Regions from separate parts of the Mus musculus genome. Here all the other regions are linked to region 6. The links are chromatin contacts, called in public HiChIP or PLAC-seq and promoter capture Hi-C maps. All regions are on one chromosome and are shown on one strand. Each heading gives the region's core, a stretch centred on a gene start, on an enhancer-like site or on the middle of the called end of the contact. The rest is flanking DNA. Distances are from core to core; before and after follow the strand shown.

What was found. HiChIP or PLAC-seq counts read pairs in DNA pulled down with a chosen protein or histone mark. Capture Hi-C pulls out chosen DNA fragments and counts their contacts.
Region 1: a promoter capture Hi-C map of liver shows a contact between it and region 6. The contact joins the promoter of Ggcx here to the promoter of Tgoln1 in region 6. A contact is called at or near these places in 10 of 39 promoter capture datasets (cranial neural crest, embryonic stem cells, erythroid cells and 5 more), 2 of 15 datasets of contacts at CTCF or cohesin (the NIH/3T3 cell line and large pre-B cells), 7 of 484 Hi-C or Micro-C datasets (B cells, the C10 cell line, CD8 T cells and 3 more), 24 of 115 datasets of contacts at active chromatin or transcription factors (the 230-238 cell line, DN3 thymocytes, the NIH/3T3 cell line and 16 more) and 4 of 9 other capture datasets (adipose tissue, embryonic stem cells, liver and 1 more).
Region 2: a contact with region 6 is called in an H3K4me3 HiChIP or PLAC-seq map of embryonic stem cells, with 45 read pairs. The contact joins the enhancer-like site here to the promoter of Tgoln1 in region 6. A contact is called at or near these places in 15 of 39 promoter capture datasets (the 3T3-L1 cell line, the C10 cell line, the HPC-7 cell line and 10 more), 3 of 15 datasets of contacts at CTCF or cohesin (the NIH/3T3 cell line, embryonic stem cells and stem cell-derived epiblast-like cells), 17 of 484 Hi-C or Micro-C datasets (the HL-1 cell line, MC3T3-E1-derived osteoblasts, the N1E-115 cell line and 7 more), 25 of 115 datasets of contacts at active chromatin or transcription factors (the 230-238 cell line, the NIH/3T3 cell line, bone marrow-derived macrophages and 16 more) and 4 of 9 other capture datasets (adipose tissue, embryonic stem cells, liver and 1 more).
Region 3: a promoter capture Hi-C map of adipose tissue shows a contact between it and region 6. The contact joins the promoter of Rnf181 here to the promoter of Tgoln1 in region 6. A contact is called at or near these places in 18 of 39 promoter capture datasets (the 3T3-L1 cell line, the C10 cell line, HPC-7-derived erythroid cells and 11 more), 5 of 484 Hi-C or Micro-C datasets (CD4 T cells, CD8 T cells, the G1E-ER4 cell line and 2 more), 9 of 115 datasets of contacts at active chromatin or transcription factors (the SCID.adh cell line, bone marrow-derived macrophages, double positive thymocytes and 6 more) and 4 of 9 other capture datasets (adipose tissue, embryonic stem cells, liver and 1 more).
Region 4: an H3K4me3 HiChIP or PLAC-seq map of bone marrow-derived macrophages shows a contact between it and region 6, with 5 times the contacts expected there. The contact joins the enhancer-like site here to the promoter of Tgoln1 in region 6. A contact is called at or near these places in 10 of 39 promoter capture datasets (the HPC-7 cell line, the SN4741 cell line, cranial neural crest and 6 more), 1 of 15 datasets of contacts at CTCF or cohesin (the NIH/3T3 cell line), 18 of 115 datasets of contacts at active chromatin or transcription factors (the 230-238 cell line, the NIH/3T3 cell line, the SCID.adh cell line and 10 more) and 4 of 9 other capture datasets (adipose tissue, liver, macrophages and 1 more).
Region 5: an H3K4me3 HiChIP or PLAC-seq map of embryonic limb bud shows a contact between it and region 6, with 2.5 times the contacts expected there. The contact joins the enhancer-like site here to the promoter of Tgoln1 in region 6. A contact is called at or near these places in 22 of 39 promoter capture datasets (the 3T3-L1 cell line, 3T3-L1-derived adipocytes, the C10 cell line and 15 more), 1 of 15 datasets of contacts at CTCF or cohesin (the NIH/3T3 cell line), 11 of 484 Hi-C or Micro-C datasets (the 3T3-L1 cell line, 3T3-L1-derived adipocytes, the HL-1 cell line and 6 more), 28 of 115 datasets of contacts at active chromatin or transcription factors (the HL-1 cell line, the NIH/3T3 cell line, the SCID.adh cell line and 19 more) and 3 of 9 other capture datasets (adipose tissue, liver and pancreatic islet).
Region 7: a contact with region 6 is called in an H3K4me3 HiChIP or PLAC-seq map of embryonic stem cells, with 16 read pairs. The contact joins the enhancer-like site here to the promoter of Tgoln1 in region 6. A contact is called at or near these places in 4 of 39 promoter capture datasets (the 3T3-L1 cell line, cranial neural crest, liver and 1 more), 1 of 484 Hi-C or Micro-C datasets (liver), 9 of 115 datasets of contacts at active chromatin or transcription factors (the 230-238 cell line, craniofacial prominence, embryonic stem cells and 4 more) and 2 of 9 other capture datasets (adipose tissue and liver).

Annotation. Positions count from the first base shown.
Region 1 is chr6:72,412,989-72,415,688 of GRCm38.p6, reverse strand. Ggcx (gamma-glutamyl carboxylase) reads right to left here and starts at 1,381. Exons shown (of 15, transcript NM_019802.5): 1 at 1,240-1,381; 2 at 847-1,017. The coding sequence starts at 1,282.
Region 2 is chr6:72,840,945-72,843,644 of GRCm38.p6, reverse strand. It overlaps Kcmf1 (potassium channel modulatory factor 1), which reads left to right. Exons shown (of 7, transcript NM_019715.2): 7 at 515-2,531. The coding sequence ends at 776. Among named protein-coding and RNA genes, the nearest start is that of Tcf7l1, 53 kb to the right of the region's middle. Within about 2 kb of position 1,339, at least 13 of the 459 cell types and tissues checked have an H3K27ac peak or open chromatin away from gene starts, as enhancers often do. A contact at or near this core is called in embryonic stem cells, where this site is marked.
Region 3 is chr6:72,361,063-72,363,762 of GRCm38.p6, reverse strand. Rnf181 (ring finger protein 181) reads left to right here and starts at 1,331. Exons shown (of 5, transcript NM_025607.4): 1 at 1,331-1,522; 2 at 2,224-2,351; 3 at 2,537-2,646. The coding sequence starts at 1,398.
Region 4 is chr6:72,867,675-72,870,374 of GRCm38.p6, reverse strand. The region is part of intron 1 of Kcmf1 (potassium channel modulatory factor 1); the gene reads left to right. Among named protein-coding and RNA genes, the nearest start is that of Kcmf1, 31 kb to the left of the region's middle. Within about 2 kb of position 1,399, at least 67 of the 459 cell types and tissues checked have an H3K27ac peak or open chromatin away from gene starts, as enhancers often do. A contact at or near this core is called in the HPC-7 cell line, adipose tissue, bone marrow-derived macrophages and 3 more, where this site is marked.
Region 5 is chr6:72,804,745-72,807,444 of GRCm38.p6, reverse strand. No RefSeq gene overlaps it. Among named protein-coding and RNA genes, the nearest start is that of Tcf7l1, 17 kb to the right of the region's middle. Within about 2 kb of position 1,329, at least 18 of the 459 cell types and tissues checked have an H3K27ac peak or open chromatin away from gene starts, as enhancers often do. A contact at or near this core is called in embryonic limb bud, where this site is marked.
Region 6 is chr6:72,615,573-72,618,272 of GRCm38.p6, reverse strand. It overlaps Tgoln1 (trans-golgi network protein), which reads left to right and starts at 1,273. Exons shown (of 4, transcript NM_009443.3): 1 at 1,273-1,596; 2 at 1,824-2,700. The coding sequence starts at 1,551.
Region 7 is chr6:72,752,626-72,755,325 of GRCm38.p6, reverse strand. The region is part of intron 3 of Tcf7l1 (transcription factor 7 like 1 (T cell specific, HMG box)); the gene reads left to right. Among named protein-coding and RNA genes, the nearest start is that of Gm31249, 14 kb to the right of the region's middle. Within about 2 kb of position 1,300, at least 22 of the 459 cell types and tissues checked have an H3K27ac peak or open chromatin away from gene starts, as enhancers often do. A contact at or near this core is called in embryonic stem cells and liver, where this site is marked.

The sequences.
Region 1 (2,700 bases), core at 132-2,631, 200 kb after region 6:
GGCTCAGCAGTTATGAGAATGCAAATAATCTTCTTTTTATTTTTCTTTTTAAAAAAGATTTATTTATCTTATATATATGAGTACACCGTAGTTACCTTCAGACACACCAAGAGGGCATCGGATCCCATTACAGATGGTTGTGAGCCACCATGTGGTTGCTGGGAATTGAACTCAAGACTTCTGGAAGAGCAGTCAATGCTCTCTTAACCTCTGAGCCATCTCTCCAGCCTGCAACTGATCTTCCAAAGGAACAGAGTTCAGTCCCCATCACCCATATCAGGCAGCAACTACCTTTAACTCCAGCTCCAAGGGGTCCAACTCCCTCTTCTGGCTTCTACAAGCAAGCACACGCCTGGCCTACAATCACACAGACACTGCCCTGGTTAATCTTCGTCACCTAAAAACAAGCTAGAGGACCTCAACTAAGGAAATACCTCGAAGAAATTGGCCCGTAAGCATTTATGTGAGAGGGCACAGCCTACTGTGGATGGTGCCACCCTGGGCAGGTGATCCCTACTGGTAGAAGAAAGCAGGTTGAACAAACCACGAGGAGCCAGCCAGCATCTACAAGGTTCCTCCATGGCCTCTTCTTCAGTTCTGGTCTCCAGATTCCTGCCCTGACTTCTCTCCGAGATGGACTACAACTGTAAGCTGAAATGAACTCATGCTTTTCCAGGTTGCTTTTCATCATGGTGTTTTTATCAGAGTAATAGAAAGCAAACTAACACATACATACATACACATAAACAAAATAATGATAAATCTTAAAAAGAAATAAGATGACATTTTCCCACCACTACCACCACCACCTCAACCAAAATGTCCCCATCCAGAAAATGGACTTACCAAAGAGAAAACGAAAGACAGCCAGGTTTGCAGGGTCCGTTGGTTTGTTAAGCAGGGTCACGACACTCTGCCAGCTAGATAAATCTGTCCATTCAAACCCTAAAATTTTCTCCATTCGGCTGCCCTGTTTCAGTCCTGATGTCTGTGCAGACTTGTTTTTCTGTACTTTATCTACAAACCAAGACCTGGGGTCAAAAAGTGCGTGGGAAAACCGCAGTCCCTACAGTCTAGGACCTCCACCCACTGGGTTCTTCCACTGATCCAGCTCCTGCAACCTTCTGAGTCTCAGGTCATCCAAGATTCTCCTACGATCTTCCAACACAGACCGCCATCTCTCTCAATAAGCCACTTCCCCACTAAGACCACCGTGCCTCTCGCCAACCCTCAGCCTACCTGAGGCGGGAGCAACCAGTGCGGAGCCGCGGTGCACAGCCATGACTGCAGGGACAGGTGAGCCTCTCTGCAGCCAGGTCGGACCCAGTGGAACCTCCAGACTTAGACTTGCTGTCTTAGGCCCCGCCTCCTCGACACGTAAGCACTCGCGCGGACGGCCGGAAAGCGCCCGCACTGTCGTGAAGGCCGGAACCCCCGGCCCCGCACTGAAGCATAGGGGGCGTGGGCTAGGAGTGTGGGCGGGGCGATCCTGAGCCGAGCCCTGAGCTCAGAGACCGGGTGGGTATGAGGACCTTTGGGGATGGGCAGCGCAGGCGCTTGCTAAATCTAACTTTGGCATTGAGAGGAAGGAGTGACAGTTTTCAGAACAAGTGTCTCTCTCTATACTACTAGCTATCCCATCACATACTTGAACTTCAATCTCGACGCCTGCTTTGCTGTTTTTAGATTGGATCTCTTTTTGTAGTTTTCTCGCTTATGTAAACCAGACTGGCCTCAAATTCACCTGCTTCTGCTTTTGGAGTGCTGGAATAAAAACACTCACCACCATGCCTGCTTTTGAGACCGAACTAGCCTCGAACTCCCAGCAATCCTTCTGCCACTCTGCCTCTGTCTCCCACATTTTAGGATTTAAAAACTAAGAATTATACTTTCCTAATTTCATTGAGTCCTTCCCGAACCCCATCAGGAGTCTCCAGGTTTGAACATCCCGTCCCTGCACCCCCTCCCAAAAAGTCGCGAGGTGCAAAAGGGTAGACTTTTCTGCAGATGTGGGTTGGGGAGTTAAAGACGCACTTGGAAGGGGCTGGGGAGATGGCTCAGCATTTAAGAGCACTGATTGCTCTTCCATTGATCCTGAGTTCAATTCCCGGCAACCACATGGTGGCTCACAACCATGTGTAATGGGATCCGAGGCCCTCTTCTGGTGTGTCTGAAGGCAGCTACAGTATACTTATATACATAAAATAAATAATTTTTTAAAAGATTTATTTATTTATTATATGTAACTACACTGTAGCTGTCTTCAGACACTCCAGAAGAGGGCGCCAGATCTTGTTACGGATGGTTGTGAGCCACCATGTGGTTGCCGGGAATTGAACTCAGGACCTTTAGAAGAGCAGTCAGTACTCTTAACCCCTGAGCCATCTCTCCAGCCCAAAATAAATAATTTTTTTCCATTTTTTATTAGGTATTTAGCTCATTTACATTTCCAATGCTAAACCAAAAGTTCCCCATACCCACCCCACCCCCCAATCCCCTACCCACCCACTCCCCCTTTTTGGCCCTGGCGTTCCCCTGTACTGGGGCATATAAAGTTTGCAAGTCCAATGGGCCTCTCTTTGCAGTGATGGCCGACTAGGCCATCTTTTGATACATATGCAGCTAGAGACAAGAGCTCCGGGGTACTGCTTAGTTCATATTGTTGTTCCACCTATAGGGTTGCAGTTCCCTTTAGTTCCT
Region 2 (2,700 bases), core at 90-2,589, 230 kb before region 6:
TTGCAGGCCACCCAAGAAGACCCTGGCCCCCCCAAAAGAAATGGGGAAGAGTAAAAGAAAATGCTTTCTTGAGTCTTTGTGCATACCTGTATTCAGGAAGAGTACAGCGGGAAAGAGAAAGGTCCTTAGTGGTTTAGAGCTGCACTCGAATCAGTGCCCGCTCTGCTGATCCCAAGCCTCCAGCAGGCAGCAGTCGCTTGCTTGCTTTGTTTTGTGTTTTGTTTTTTCAGAGGAATTTCCACCAGGATTTTCTCCAAAGCTAGTCTGGCTGCCTCTATGGTTTAGTTTCTGTGTTTGCTCGTTTGTTTTGGTTGTTTATTTGTTTTGTTTTGTTTTCAGCCTCACCGAATCCACTGAACTCAGGTTTGAAACACAGTGTGGAGATTTATCCGAACATAACTCACGTGTTGAGGTCACCAAACAAAGCGTCCCAAGCAGACTATAGAACTTGGCCTCGCCGTTCATTATTCATGGACTTTTTACCAATACAGTCTTTCCTTTTTTACCTGTACAGGTTGAATGATCCCAAAATGTCTGAAGCAGAGCGCCAGTCCATGGAGAGCGAGCGTGCGGACCGCAGCCTGTTTGTCCAGGAGCTCCTTCTTTCCACGTTAGTGCGCGAAGAGAGCTCGTCCTCAGATGAGGATGATCGGGGGGAGATGGCAGATTTTGGTGCTATGGGCTGTGTAGATATTATGCCTTTAGATGTTGCTTTAGAAAACCTAAATTTAAAAGAGAGTAATAAAGGAAATGAGCCTCCACCACCTCCTCTTTGATGACCTCCCCACTCGAAGACAATGTCCTCTGTGCTGTATTTGCCAATGAAAGTGGACAACAGCTATCCTGGGTTTGTGTGGTGATTGTAATTTCAGGTCTGTCACTCTTGTTACATTGTGTACATTCAAAAGGAAGAGAGAAATATATATGATAATCATTTCCACTTAACTAATTTTTACTTCTAGCAGGTAAATGTAGGTAGCAGTGCAGGGTGATCTCTGCTTCCTGTACCTTGACATGCAAAAGGCTCTCCTAATACTCCACATTCAAACTGAAGAGGAAAATTGAAATCTCTAATGAAGCTGCTGTGTGTATTTATGAATATTAATGAATAAAAACTGCTTGGATGGTTTACCTAACTACTGCATGAGGTTTTTTGCAGCGTGCATGAGTTTCAGTGGCCTTGTTATTTAAAAATTAAATACAAGGAGTAAAACTTAAAAAAATAAAATTTAAAAATAAAAATAAAATACAAAGCCCAAAGCTTTCCCAGCGTTATCCAATGGTTACTGGCAGAGTAGCTTTTGAATAATGTCTGCCTGACTCACCCTTATCCATGTGCCTCCTACGCACAAAGCCAGCTCTGCAGTGGAACCCAGGGGGCCTAGCCAGCTACAGCGCTCCACTGTATGACTGTCCTGTCGCCCTGTTAACCAGTCCAGCCTGTCTCTGTCTCTTGTCTCACCAGAAGACACACCAGTAAAGGCGGGGTCCTCTGCAGGGCGACTGTGTGCCCTTTAGACAAATCCTGTTTGTGTTTGTTGGAAGTTTTTACTTTTTGTGGTTGTTTAAAATTTTTTGATTGTTAAACATGTTCATTCAGGTGTAGATGGATTTCATTTATTCACTGTTCAGTGCAGTTAACCTGAATTATGTTGTCTTGTTTTTTAAAATCTCACCACCTCAATCATACTTTGTGCCGTTTATGTGTGTGTGTGGTTTGCTGAGACAGATCAGTATCAGGGGAGCCTTCCCACACCTTACCAACCAAATTCTTAATGCTTATTTTAGCACCTTGTATTTATTGTTTTTCCCCTCCTGGCATAAAAAGTAAAGTTTTTTAATTGATTCATGCCACCCATATGCCTATGTTATCAATCCTGTGTGTTGAAAAAAGAAAAAAGTAGAGCTGCCTTGGTAGTTAGGGTGTGGAGGATGGGTGCTTTCTGTTTGTCTCCAGGTTTCACACTGGCTCCAGGGAGGGGCAGAGGCTCTGCGGGGGTGGGGCAGTTTTTGAAATGTAAATTTAGAACTTTTAAAAAAGATGCGCAGCTTCTGATCAATTTCTATGAGACTTAATCTAATCATGTCTGGCTCCGGCCCTCTTCCCTGTGAGCCGTCCGTCCTCTGTTGGTTCTCTCTCCCGCCATCTTGTCCTCCCCTCTGTTTTTCATGACAAGCATACAGACTTGAACACCCCTGGGTGCTGTCAAGAACTGTGAAGTCCATGGTCATCCAAATCTACCAAAAAAAGAAGTCACCCTCCATGTCTAAAAAAACTGTCGCTTCTCCTCGGAAACTTGAGACTCCACCAGCTTCCAGATACAGTAGCTGTTTTCTTTAGTCTTTGATGGAAATCTTCTGAAGGAACCGCCCTCGCTGGGCTCCTGGTACACCAGAGGTCAAGGCCGGTGGGGTTTTCTTTTTTTAATTGGTTGTTGAGAAGTTTCAGAAGTTCGTTTTCCAGCTGTGGTCATTTCAGACACATCTGCACCATAACTCACACATTTCAATAAAGCATTTTCAAGACTGTTGGCCACTCGAATTTCTTTGGTGTTGAATTAACCTGACCATCATTCAGAGGATTTTTTTTTTTTTTTAACATCTCTAATGCAGTTTTTTTTTTTTTTTTTTTTTTTTTTTTTTTGCTTTTTGTGCTAAACACAGAGTTACTGGTTTTGTGTGGATGTATAACCTTGGATG
Region 3 (2,700 bases), core at 82-2,581, 250 kb after region 6:
AGGGTCCTTCTTCCCAGATGATCTTAGCTTATGTCAAGTTGACAAAAAGATAACAAACATACAGGGCTTAAGACAATACTGTTTGTTTGTTTGTTTGTTTGTTAGAGGCAGTGTTTCCCTAAAAGCCCAGTGGCCTCTTAAATTCTGAGACGATGGGTGTATGCCACCTTGAGAGCTCTAAGCACTTGTTACCTTCCTTGGGTTTATTATCATCTTCCTCTTCTGAGAAAGATGGGGGGATAGCACTTTGCCCTGCTAGGTGGGTCAGCAGCACTCACTTTGGGCAAGCTACTTCTGAGACCCAGGTCAGTGGTAGAGCAGATGCTCAGCATGAACTCTAAGGCCCCTCTGAGGTGCCGCACTACAGTACTAGACAATTACAATCAGGTATTTATGGAATGCTCTTTTCCTGAATATGCCTCTCCTTTGAATTTTTTTAAAGACAGGATTTTACTATGTAGCCCACGCTGGTCTTAAGTTTGCAATCCTCTGGCGGTCACTCCCCCCCTTTTCAAAAATTTCAAAAAAATTTATTTTATAACTATGTGTGCTTTGTCAGGTGAATGTAGGTACCGGGGAGGAGGAGCAAAGAGGCATTACCTGGAGCTGGAATTACAGTAAACTGCCCAAGTTGAACTCCTAATCATGCATGGTTTTGTCTATTTTCCTTCTTTTATTGTTTATATTTATTTGTTTTAATTTTTATTTTTATTGATTGAGACAAGGTCTCAACTTTTTAGCCTTGGCTGGCCTCCCACTCACAGAAAAACACCTGGCTCTGCCTCCTGAGTGCCAGACTTAAAGACATGCACCATCGATTGCTTTATTTATTTATAATACGAGTGGGTGTCTTGCTGCATGTCTGTCTGTCTGTCACTTATTTGCCTGGTGCCCGCAGAGCATCAGACCCTCTGGAAATAGTGTTGTGCGCCATCCAGTGGGTGCTGGGACTAAAACTTGGGTGCGCTGAGCCATCTCTCCAGGCCCTTCACCCATTTTTATGCATAAAACATAATCAATGCGTGGGAATTTTCCTTTCAGGGAGTAGGTGGAACATGCAGGTAAACTCAGCCAAGGAGACACAGTAGAGATACTTCCGGCTTGGACTGGCACTTCTAGAAACCGGCGAGAGCCCTCAGATCCTGGCTCCGAAAAGTCCCCGGAATTTCCTCTTTCTCCAACCCCATTGGCTTTAGTCTTTGGTCACCTGACTTATCCAACCAACGAGAGGCGGCTGCATCGGTACTTCCGCCTCTGTGTGCGAGTCACTATGCCCACCCCAGGAGCACTCTGATTGGCTCTCCTCTTGAAATTCGATCGCTTATTGGCCAGCGCTGGATTCGGCTCTCCAGCGGCAACCTAAAGCTGTGTCAGACAAGCCCGGCAGCCCAGGAGCCATGGCGTCTTATTTTGATGAGCACGACTGCGAGCCGTTGAACCCTGAGCGTGAGGCCCGCAACAATATGTTGCTGGAACTCGCGAGAAGAGTGCGCGGGGCTTGGAGCTGGGCCCCGGGCGGCAGGTTTCTGGGTTGGGGTTTGGCGGAGAGGGCGGGTTAACCTGGGAGGTGGGGTAAATAATGTTAGTCAGGGCGACGCGATTAGTCGAGTCGGAGTCGTTAATTTGGGCTATTAATGAGTAGGGCCCGCCAGGGGATCGTGGGAAAGACGAAGATAGAAAGGGTGGGTGTAGCAAAGGGAGGCACGGGACAAGATTGTCATGGGGGCGGACACGGCCTGTGCCCAAGTGTGTAAACTGGGTAGTGTTTTGCTAGTAATAAGCAAGGAGAGAAACTCACTGCTGTCCTGGAATCAACTTTGGCTTATTCCTGAACGACTTCTTTGAGACTGCTATTTCTAGTAAAATGGGAAAGTTGCCTGGAGTGATAGTGCACACCTTTAATCCAACTACTTGGGAGGTAGAAAGAAAAAGGGAAAAGCGAGCCGGGGTTGATTGAGAGCTGTGCTGGTGGGTTTGTTTCGTGTGTGTGTGTTTTGCTTAGAGACAATCTCACTATGTATCCCTGACTGGCCTCGAACTCACAGCCTCCCAAGTGTTGTGACTAAATGCATGGGCCACCACCTCTGGCTCCCACCCTACTGAGGAGCTCTTGTGCACTATTCGTTATTATTACTATTTTAGCCAGGACAGGTATTTCCCAGTGGATTATGGGGGCCGGAACTAGATGATTTCCTTAGTTCTGATTTATACTTTCTCCCTCAGATCACTCTTTAATAGGATGGACTTTGAGGACCTGGGATTGGTAGATTGGGAACACCACCTTCCCCCACCAGCTGCCAAGGCTGTGGTGGAGAGCCTCCCTAGAACAGTCATCAGTAGCGCCAAGGCTGGTGAGGACACAAGGCCTTTTTTGTTTTTTTTTTCTGTTTAGGGCAGATAAGCCAGACCTGCCTGCCTGCCGACTCCCCCTAGCCACCAACAATCTGGCCTGTTAGTGTTCTAGGCCAAGCCTGTGTCTGAGTGGGAGGTTGGGTTGGGCCTTAACTGCTCTCCTGATCGACACTTCCTCTTCAAGATCTCAAGTGCCCCGTGTGCCTTTTGGAATTTGAGGCGGAGGAGACTGTGATTGAGATGCCCTGCCATCATCTCTTCCATTCCAACTGCATTCTGCCCTGGCTAAGTAAGGTACTCGGTCCATCCCTTCCCGGCCCCAACACCAGTTCCCGCCAGTTCCTAAGC
Region 4 (2,700 bases), core at 150-2,649, 250 kb before region 6:
GGGAGTCTTGAGTTGATGTTCTTGCTGTTCCTCAGTCCCTGGGATGATCCTTCAGGAGCAAGCTCTGCTGTCAGAGCTGAGAGCTTCAGGGCTTGCCTAGTGTCCTCTCCTCATTGGTAGCTCTCACTAGGCCAACCTAGCTACCAATGCATTTCCACTGCTATTAATTATTACATAGGACAGTGCAGGGTCCTCAGCCCTCCTAATGCTGTGACCCTTTACTACAGTTCCTCGTGTTGTTGTGATCCCTAGCCATAAAATTGTCTCATTGCTGCTTCATAGCTGTGATTGTGCTGCTGTCACGCATTGTAATGTAAAGACTGTGTTTTCCAGTGGTCTTAGGTGACCCCTTTGAAAGGGGTTGAGACCCATAGATTGAAAACCAACAGACATTGTGGAAAAGGGAATGTGGAAAAGGGCCTTACCTCTGCTACTAAAGAGATACTCACCTCTTCCTCTCTCCCTCCCTCTCTGGGCCTCCCGTTGACAAACAGATGAGAAAGCAGCTGTCTGAGGAATCTGGAGAACTGAGCTGGCAGATCCCAGCCAGGGTTTCCTAACTTTGATATTCTGAGCATTTGGAGTCATAATCATTGTCGCGCCTGTCCCCCAACCCCCTCCCGGGGCGGGGGGCGGGGTGAGTAACAGTATCTGCTAGTGGCTTTTATACCCATCCCATTGTTACGACTGTGAATACCCTTACTGTGTCAGATGCAGGGCACTGAGGCAGCCCTAAGAGAAGAGAATGCTGGTGTGCCTCGGCCCACCTTTCAGTGTGGAGAGATTCTCTTCCGGACCCCCGTGTGCTGCAGTTTCAGATGTGTGCTATCACCCACTGCTTAGTTAGTTTCTTTTTAATTGGTGTAGAAAGTGGAAATGAGCGGAGTGCTCACTGTCTGTGCATCAGTCACTCCTACTTCTGTCTAGAGGTTTGCATCTGCCCTCCGTTCCTTCATTTGAACTCAGTAAAGAAACTGTAGTCAACACTAGAATGTTGAAGGTGGGGTTTGAGAAGACTGATAGATTTCCGATGACTTAACCTAGAAGGAAAGACAATGGTTGACAGTGTGCATGGTGCATTTTACAATAACTTGGTGTGTGTGTAGAAAACATGGAAGAATTGGCATCGAATTCGAGTGTTTTGTAGAGAGCAAGTATTGGGAGACTGCTTTGTACAGAATCATGACAGAGAGAGAGACTACATCAAGTAAAATGTCTCCAAAGCAGACCAGGAAAAAATATTCTTGTAATGTAGTAGAAGGAACTTGACCAAGAACTGGTCTCAAGTGCATATGCAGATTTTTTTAAGCTCAAGTAGCATTAAAAGCAGTGTGTGAACAGTGTGTTTTCTGTGGCCTGCTTGTATCAAGTACATCAAGGACTTCTGCTTTTCTCTTTCCCTCATTGCTTTCATTTTTAAAACAAACACACAGTTTAAAAGTTTTGACAGTAGGTCAAGGCACTCCAGTGAGAGGGGGGATCAAGGATCCAGATTGTGTTTTACTTTAGGTCCTTTTGCTGGCAAAGGCATGTGAGCAGCCTCAGCTGCGGGCAGCTGCTGGCCCTGTGCTCAAGCAGTCTGCACACCCTAGGTTTCCTAGCGCGCCTAGCTCAGCTCGTGGAGGAGCTACTCAGTGACCTGGAGACGTGACTGGTTCTATAGGAGTTAGACAAGTATGAGCTTCAGAATTCAGTTCTCAAAACAACACACAACCACAGTTTTAATGAATACATTTGCCAGGTCAACTGTTTTACCCACTTATGCCTCATTATAAACCAGTCCTCCTGTCAGTAAAAGTCATCTTTTGCTCTAACATAGAATTAGTTGCCTGGTTCCACCTGCACCACTACGGAAACAAAGTTTCTGAGCACTTTAATCCCAGCACATGGTAGGCAGAGGCAGAAGGATCTCTGAGTTTGAGGCCAGCCTGGGCTACAGAGTGAGACCTTGTCTAGAAAAAAACAACAACCAGTGGAACAAAAGACAAAGGCTTAAAAATTCCTCCAGGCTGACATGAGGCAGTGTGCCACCCCAGTGTTGATGAGACAGTTTAACCATAGGAGCCAGTACAGTACTGCACATACAGCTGACTACACATTGTGCTCTTGTGTCGTTTGTGGTGTAGTGGGTTGAACCTTGGGCCTTCTGCATGCCACACACGTGCTCTTCCACTCACTCAGGTTAGCCCCTTTGCTGCTAGTGTTGAATTCTTACCTGGCATGATTTAGTATGTTTTCCACATATGTATATAACCATACACGGTGATGTATGTTTTAAATTTTACATGGGGTGGAAGCTGGAGAGATGGCTCAGTTTTGGTAAAATGCCTGTCTGCCTTACAACTACAGGGACCTGAGTTTGACTCACTAGCACATGTAAAAGATAATCCTAGGGCTGGGGTCAGGGTGAGGGAAAGCAGAGACTGCTTGGCTTATTCAAGGACCTTGTCTTTTTTAAAGAGGGGGAGGGGGCTGGCTGGAGAGATGAGTCAGTGGTTAAGAGCACTGACTGCTCTTCCAGAAGTCCTGAGTTCAAATCCCAGCAACCACATGGTGGCTTACAACCATCTGTAATGGGATCAGATGCCTTCTTGTGTGTCTGAACACAGCTACACTGTACTCATAAATAAAATAAATAAATCTTTCTTTAAAAAGATTGGTCATTGAGGTAGGCCTCTGGTCCCCACAGCCCCCCAAACC
Region 5 (2,700 bases), core at 80-2,579, 190 kb before region 6:
CGAGGTCAGCCTGGGCTACATATTTTGGGGTTGGAGAGATGGCTCAGTGGTTAAGAGCACTGACTGCTCTTCCAGAGGTCCTGAGTTCAATTCCCAGCAACCACATGGTGGCTCACAACCATGTGTAATAGGATCTGATGCCCTCTTCTGGTGTGTCTGAAGAGAGCAATGGTGTACTCATATACATAAAGTAAATGAATAAATATTTTTTTAAAGATTTATTTATTTATTATATGTAAGTACACTGTAGCTGTCTTCAGACACACCAGAAGAGGGCATCAGATCTTGTTACAGATGGTTGTGAGCCACCATGTGGTTGCTGGGATTTGAACTCCGGACCTTTGGAAGAGCAGTCGGGTGCTCTTACCCACTGAGCCATCTCACCAGCCCAAATGTGTAGCCCAGGCTGGCCTCGAACTCGTGATCCTCCTGCCTCTGCCTCCTTCAGCAAATCCTACCGGCGTGCGCCACCACTGCCGGCAATATTTTTTAAAAAAAGAAAAGAAAAGAAAATTTTTGAGATAGAACCAAGTGTTAGGCCTGGAGGTACACCCTTGTCATTTCAGCACTCAGGAGGCAGAAGCAGCAGGATCGGGAATTTAAGATCATTGTCAGCTGTTAGTGTACAGCTATAGTTTATAAATTACCCTAGGCTAAATGAAGCTCTCTATTAAAAAAGACAAAAAGATGCCAGGTGGTGGTGGCACAAGTCTTTAATCTCAGCACTAGAGAGGCAGAAGCGGGCAGATCTCTGACTTTGAGGCTAACCTGATCTACAAGGAGAGTTCTACGACAGCCAGGGCTACATGGAGGAACCCTGTCTCTAAAAACAAAACAAACAAACAACAACAACAACAAAGAGAGACAAAAGGATGAAGCTGGAAATATAGCTTAACTGGTAGAGGGCCTGGGCAGTATAACTGAAGCTCTTGACTCCGTTCCCACCACTGCAGAGACCCTGTGACCTCAGGGAGGTGGGAGCGGAGGATCAGAAGTCCAGGGTCACTCTTGATTACATATAGAGTATGAGGCTAGCCTGGGACACATGAGACACTGTCTAAAGGAATAGAAAAGTCAAGAGATTTCAAAAATGGATCCAGCTTGGGTCTCTAGCTCAGTCATAAAGCATTTGCCTAACACGTGCAGGCCCTGGGTTGGGTTCCCTGAACCACACGCAAAACAGCAAATTTGGAAGATCTTACACATGTGAAAAGCAGGAAGACTCACACCCACCAAGCTCCGGGGAGTCATTTGAGCTATGTTGTTCATCACACAGCCAGTCTGAGAAGGGCAGCCATGAATCACCTCCATAAAAAGTCACTTTAGTACAGGTTTTATGGTTCTTTAATTGGTTGGCTTGGGCTCTTTGAGACAAGGTCTCACTCTCTAGCCCAGGCTGGTCTGGAATATGTGGCAATTCTCCTGCCTCAAATTTCCAAATGCTGAGAGTACTGGTATGTGCCATGGCATCTGGCTTCCTTTTAGGTTTCAGTGGAGAAAAAGGCATACATTACACGCCATCTCTCATTGTACAGACACACTGCAGTGTGGGGCTTCAGTGCAGGGCTCTGCCCGGGACGCATCTTCAGTGGTTTGATCCTTTTTGGTTTTTCGAGACAGGGTTCCTCTGTATGGCCCTGGCTATCCTGGAGCTCACTTTATAGACCAGGCTGGCCTCGAACTCAGAAATCTGCCTGCCTCTGCCTCCCAAGTGCTGGGATTAGAGGCGTGTGCCACCACGCCGGGCCTTTCTTCTTCTTCTTCTTCTTCTTCTTCTTCTTCTTCTTCTTCTTCTTCTTCTTCTTCTTCCTCTTCCTCTTCCTCTTCCTCTTCCTCTTCCTCTTCCTCTTCTTCTTCTTCTTCTTCTTTTTTTTTTAATGTTTTTGTTACATTTTCTACTTGTTTTTTTGGAGACATGCATTTACCCATGCCTATAGAGGTTCGGGGATACATGCTGGAATTGGTTCTTCTCTTCTACCACGGAGTTTCCAGGAATCAAACTCAGGTTGTCAAGCTTGGCAGCGAGTGCCTTTTCCAAGTAACCCATCTCACTGTCCTCCTTTTCCAAATTACAGTAGTGTGTGTGTATGTCTCACGCGCACCTGCCTGCCTGTGAGGTTGTGCGCATGCGCATAGGCATGTGTGCCTCAGAAGGATGTGGAAGCCAAAGAGTAACATGTGTGAGTTCTCTCTTTTCACCTCGTGGGTCCTGGGTTTGAACTCAGGTTGTCAGGTTTAGCAGCAAGCACATTTATCTACTCAGTGATCCGCCTGACAGACACACACACACCTCTTTTAATAAGATTTTAATCTTGCATAATATAAAATAACCGGGGCTGGTGAGATGGCTCAGTGGTTAAGAGCACCGACTGCTCTTCCGAAGGTCCTGAGTTCAAATCCCAGCAACCACATGGTGGCTCACAACCATCCATAACAAGATCTGATTCCCTCTTCTGGTGCGTCTGAAGACAGCTACAGTGTACTCACATATAATATAATAAAATAAATAAATCTTTAAAAAAATATATATATATAATAACCAATTAAATTGTTTTGTTTTGCTTCTTTGTTTGTTTAGAAAGGTTCTATCTATGCAGCCCTGGCCTGCCAGGTACGTGTAGACCAGGCTGGCCTTGAGAACTTGGAGCAATCCTCCTGCCTCTCCCTTCCTTGTTATGGGTTTACATGTGTGAGTCACCA
Region 6 (2,700 bases), core at 24-2,523:
TTTCTCTGTGTAACCCTGGCTATCCTGGAACTCACTCTGTAGATCAGGCTGGCCTGATTCAGAGATTTGCCTGCCTCTGCCTCCTGTGTGCTGGGACTAATGTTGTGTCCCACCATCACCTGGCTCTCTAAAAAAAGTTTTTTTAAGTATATTTCTTTTAAAATTCTATTTTGTTGTTTGCATTATAAGAATGTGTTGCTTGGGCTGGAGTGATAACTCAGCAGTTAAGAGCACCACTGACTGCTCTTCCAGAGGTACTGAGCTCAAATCCCAGCAACCATATGGTGGCTCACAATCATCTGTAACAAGACCTGATTCCCTCTTCCAGTGTCTGGTGACAGCTACAGTGTACTCACATATAATAAATAAAATAAACCTTAAAAAAAAAAAAAAGAATGTGTTGCTTGTGTGGTGTGGTGGTGCATGTCTTTAACCCCAGCACTCAAGAGGCAGAGGTAGGTGGATCTCTGTGATTGCAAGGCTAGCCTGGTCTACAGAGCGAGTTCTGTTAAACAGAAGAACCCTGTCTTGGAAAGAAAAAGAATATATATGTGGTGAATGAGACAAGAGTGTTTGTCTAGTGTGCATAGAACCACGATTTGATTGCTAGTACCACATAAATTGGAGACACAAGCCAGTAGTCCAGTAGGAAGATCAGAAACTCAAGGTCTTCCTGTTTGAGTAACAAAGTACCTTACTTCCTGGATTGGAGAGATGGCTCAGGGCTTGTTGCTCTCCCACAGGAACAGAGTTCAGTTTCCAACACCCACAGAGTTTGAAACGCTTGAAGCTCTAGCTCTAGGGCATCTGATGCCCTCATCTAGCCTCCAAGAGCACCTACACACAGGTGGCAGACACACATACACAAATAAAAATAGTAAATCTTTGATATTTTATTTCTTAAATAAATAAATAGCCCAACAGGGGCGTGGTGAGGCACCTGTAATCCCAAACACTCAGGAGGCAGCAGGTGCCCACATAGCAATATGGTTTCAAACACATAGAAATTCAGAAGAACAAACAAGAAATCAAAAACCTTGGTAAATTCAGAGGGCCCTGGATACAGCCAAGAAAGGGATTAGGATCAGGATGAAATGTGTTTGCTTCTAGATGGGCAAGTGCTGAAGAGAGTACATTTGTTTGTGAAGTGAGAAAGCAGCATCGGCAACGGAGAGGTTGGAAACACGAGCAGAGGATGCGACAAAGAGGCGCCCGGCCCCACGACCCTACATCATAAGCAGCGAAGGCGACGCAGCACCTGCCGGTCGCAACAGCTTCCGAAAAACGAGGCCAAGTGAACAAGAACGAGATCGCCGAGCCCCGCAGACTGCTGAGAAACAGAAGGGACTTGGGGGGGAATAAAGAGCTGGACTTGACTTCCGGCACTCTACCGGAACACACAGACAACGGCTGCTGTCGCCCGGTAGCCCCACCCCTAAGGCGGGGCTGCGCCGGAAGAGAAACAGTCCGCCGGAAAGGGAGGGGCCACGCTCGGGAAAATCTCGTGCGCCGCTCTCACGTCATCAGAGGGCGGAAGCGCAGACTGCAGGATGCGGTTCCAGGTTGCGTTGCTCCTGCTGAGTGTCGCGGTGGCGAGTAAGGACCCCCACCCCAGCCCAGCTCACTCTCCCCTTTAGGTTCCCCATTCCTCACCTTGGTGGGTCGCTACGGGAGCCGGCGTCTTTCTTGTCTGGCCCGACCCTGCTCTAGCCATCTCCGCTTTCCCATTCGGCCATCCCCGCTAGGCTCTCAGAAGTCAAGCCCGCTTCTCTTCTTCCGAGGACTTACTGTTTTTTGTTTTTTGTTTTTTCTGTTTGTTTCAGGAGCTCTGCCGTCCGTTTATAAGAGAGACGCCGACTCAGGTGACTCTCAGAATCCTCCGAATCAGCCTTCCAAACAGTCCTCCACTCCCCTGCCTTCTTCTAACCAGGTAAAGACTACAAGGCCGACCGACGGTCAGGGGCAGAAGTCAGATAAAAAAGACCAGGACAAGACGACTTTGGCAGCAGTTTCCAGTAAGGCGGAATCTGGGCCGCGGACCGCCGCGACCGATCACAGTTTGGGTGATTCCAGAAGGCAGCCCGAGAAAACGGATGCCGAGTTGAACGAAACTGCGCGGCCCCTCTCACCAGTCAACCCCAAACTGGAAAAGTCTGATCAGAGCTCCACAGAAGATTCAGGCAAGCCCACAGGAGGTAATTCTGGCAAGCCCACAGGAGGTGATTCTGGCAAGCCCACAGAAGCTGGTTCGAATAAGGCCACAGAAGATGATTCTGGCAAGTCCACGAAAGTTGATTTGGACAAGCCCACCTCCAAAATCTCCCCAGATACGGAGACTTCGAAGACTGACAAAGTCCAGCCAACTGAAAAAGGACAAAAACCAACACTTACTTCCAAAACTGAATCTGGGGAAACACTGGCAGGGGACTCTGACTTCTCTTTAAAGCCAGAGAAAGGAGATAAGTCTTCAGAGCCTACTGAAGACGTGGAAACCAAGGAGATTGAAGAGGGTGACACAGAGCCGGAAGAAGGCTCACCACTTGAAGAAGAGAATGAAAAGGTGCCGGGCCCTTCCTCCAGTGAGAACCAAGAGGGGACACTTACAGACTCTATGAAGAATGAGAAGGATGATCTTTATAAGGACAGTTCTGGAAACACCAGTGCAGAGAGCAGCCACTTCTTTGCATATCTAGTGACCGC
Region 7 (2,700 bases), core at 51-2,550, 140 kb before region 6:
ATTAGCCTGGAATGCTAAGAGCACCGACCATCCATCAGGATGTTAGTTGGTGGTTTGGGTTTTGCTTGAGTGATATAGTTAGACAATTAAACTCATTGTGACCTAAATGAAAGATCAGAATTGGAAGAAAAACTCCGTGTCTCTCTTTTATATGCATGTATGTGTGGTGTGAATGCATGCATGTTTGTGTGTGTATGCATGCATGTGTGTGGAAGAAAGGCTTTGGCCTTGGGGGGGAGGGGTCTTCCTGCAGTCACTCTCCACCATGTCCACAGCGAGGCAGCTCTCTCACTTGAACAAAGGGTTTGCCCACTTGGGTATCCTTGCTCTGGGGATCTTCTCTCCTCTTCCTTCAGGTCAGGATTACAGGTAGGCAACCATTGCCTGCTTAGCCTCACACCGATGTAGCAACAGCAAGCACATTACTCAGGGAGCCATCTCCCTAGTTGCCAGAGGTTTTTTTCTCTTAAATTTGTTTATTAAGAATTCCGCAAGTACTGTATTTACATCATTCCCGTTCCTCAAGCCCTCCCACCCCTGTCTCTCTCCTCCAGTTCATGCCCTAGTCCTTAATTATTGTCATGCACACGTTTATAATACAGCCTGCTGAACTCATTTCGTGTGGTGGCTCCTTTGTATTTTAGGGCTGACTTCTTGCTCTGGGCAGCCATTGATACCTGCAGCTCTCCATCTAGGGGTGCATGCAGCCTTGTGAGAACTTCATCTGCATTTCTGTGCCTGTCACCGTGTTATCACTGCTCAGGGCTTGTTTAGGTGACCGCGGTTGTTGGGATTTTGTAGTTGCAGAGTCAGTGTCACACACTGCTGGGGTCTGGCATCTGGAGCTCAGTTGTCCTGTGCAGCTTGACCAGTTGTGGCTTTTGGTAATTGCCTCAATCTGCTGCAAACCGAAGTTTCTTCGGCTACCGGATCTAGCCAGACTGTGAGCCAGGAGACGGAGTCTGGGTAGGTGGGGGTCAGAGGAACTCGGCAGGCAAAGGTGATTTGTGATCCCCAAGACAGGAACTAGGCCAGCCAGCATGAGGGGCAGTTTGTTTGTTCTTTAATTAAAAAGAAAAGCATTTATCCATTTGCTATTTATTTACTCGTGTGTGTGTGTGTGTGTGTGTGTGTGTGTGTGTGCGCGCGCGCCCCCATGAACACGTACATATGGAGGTAACACTCATGGAGGTCAGAGAACAACTTGCTAGACTTCATACTTTCACTGTGTGTCTGTGGGAGAGAACTCTACCACTGTGGCAGGCCTGCTGAGCGGCCCCCCGGTGTGGTATTATTACTGAGAGCTGATGCAGTTGAAAGCAGCCTTCAAATGCAAACTTTGAAGTCCACTTTCAACTGCAACTTGGGCCCTTGGTGAGCTTGGAGAGGAGACAGACTAGAACACTTCAGAGTGAGGATGGCAGATCCTGAGGGCCCTTGTTGCCAAGGCTATGGAACAGGGAGCCGACTTGTCTGTTGCATGTACCCTCCCCACCCCCACCTTGGGATGTGAGGGAACTACCCTCACTCTGCTGCGCTGTCTGGGCTTGGGCAGAGTCAGTATCTTCCACAGATTGACTTCCTTCTCAGAAGTACCAAGTCTAGCATTTTCTTCAAAAGAAAATTGAGCTGGGAGTGGTGGCACACTTTAATCCCAGCACTTGGGAGGCAGAGGCAGGCAGGTCTCTGAGAGTCTGGGGCCAGCCTGGTCTACAGAGTGAGTTCCAGGCCAGCTAGGGCTATATAGAGAGACCTTGTACCCAAATAAATAAGTAAATAAGAAAGAAAGGAAGAAAGAAAGAAATTGAGCGATTGGGAATTTTAATTTTTATTAGTCTTTTGTCATTGCTGTTGCTATAATTTCTGTTTTGCTTTCTTGAGTCACAGGCTCATTATGTACCTCGGGCTGGCCTGAAACCTGGAGATATTCTGTGCCTCTCAAATGGCTGGGATTACAGATGTGCACCACAAAGCCCACCCTCATTATTTCCTTTTCTTTTTAAAAAATGTTCTTGGTGTTGTGGTATACACACACACACACACACACACACACACACACACACACACACAAAGGGTATCAGGAGTTCAAGGCTACCATGGTCTACTTTATGAGTTTGGGGCCAGCCTGGGCTATAGAAGACAAAACAAACAGATTAAGGAGCAAAGGGCCATGCCTGTGCTTCAGAGCACGCGCGCGTGCGCCATCTCAACGACCGTGGTTCCCAGAGTGTGTGGTGTCTGTCCTGTCAGCTTGCCTTCTGCAGCTAAATCACGAAGCGAGGGTGTGTGCGCTCCTTCCTCTTCCCCTCCTCCTCTGTCACTAGAGTTGCCTCTGTGTCAGATAGGTCTTAGTTCTGAGTATGCCAAGAAAGAGAAGTAACACCCGTTGACCCGTCCAGTAGTGACTCTGAAAACTTGTCCCTTCCCTGGGCCGGGGGAAGCCGGGTGAGCAGCAGGTATGGTGGACCCTGCTGTGGCTACCGCACTGGAGTTGCTTACAGGAAAGAGGTCGAGTGACCTCAGAGACAGAGACTGACCTTGGAGTTTCCTGCCTAGGGACAGCGCGTCATGAGTTTTGTGTCTTCTTGTCAAGGAAAGAATGCATTTTTAGGTTTTATAGACATTGGAAGGATTGTTTCAGGATGCTAGGAAGAGCTGCCTCAAAAAGCAGCGTTGCAACCTCCTGCTGTGGCAAAGAGC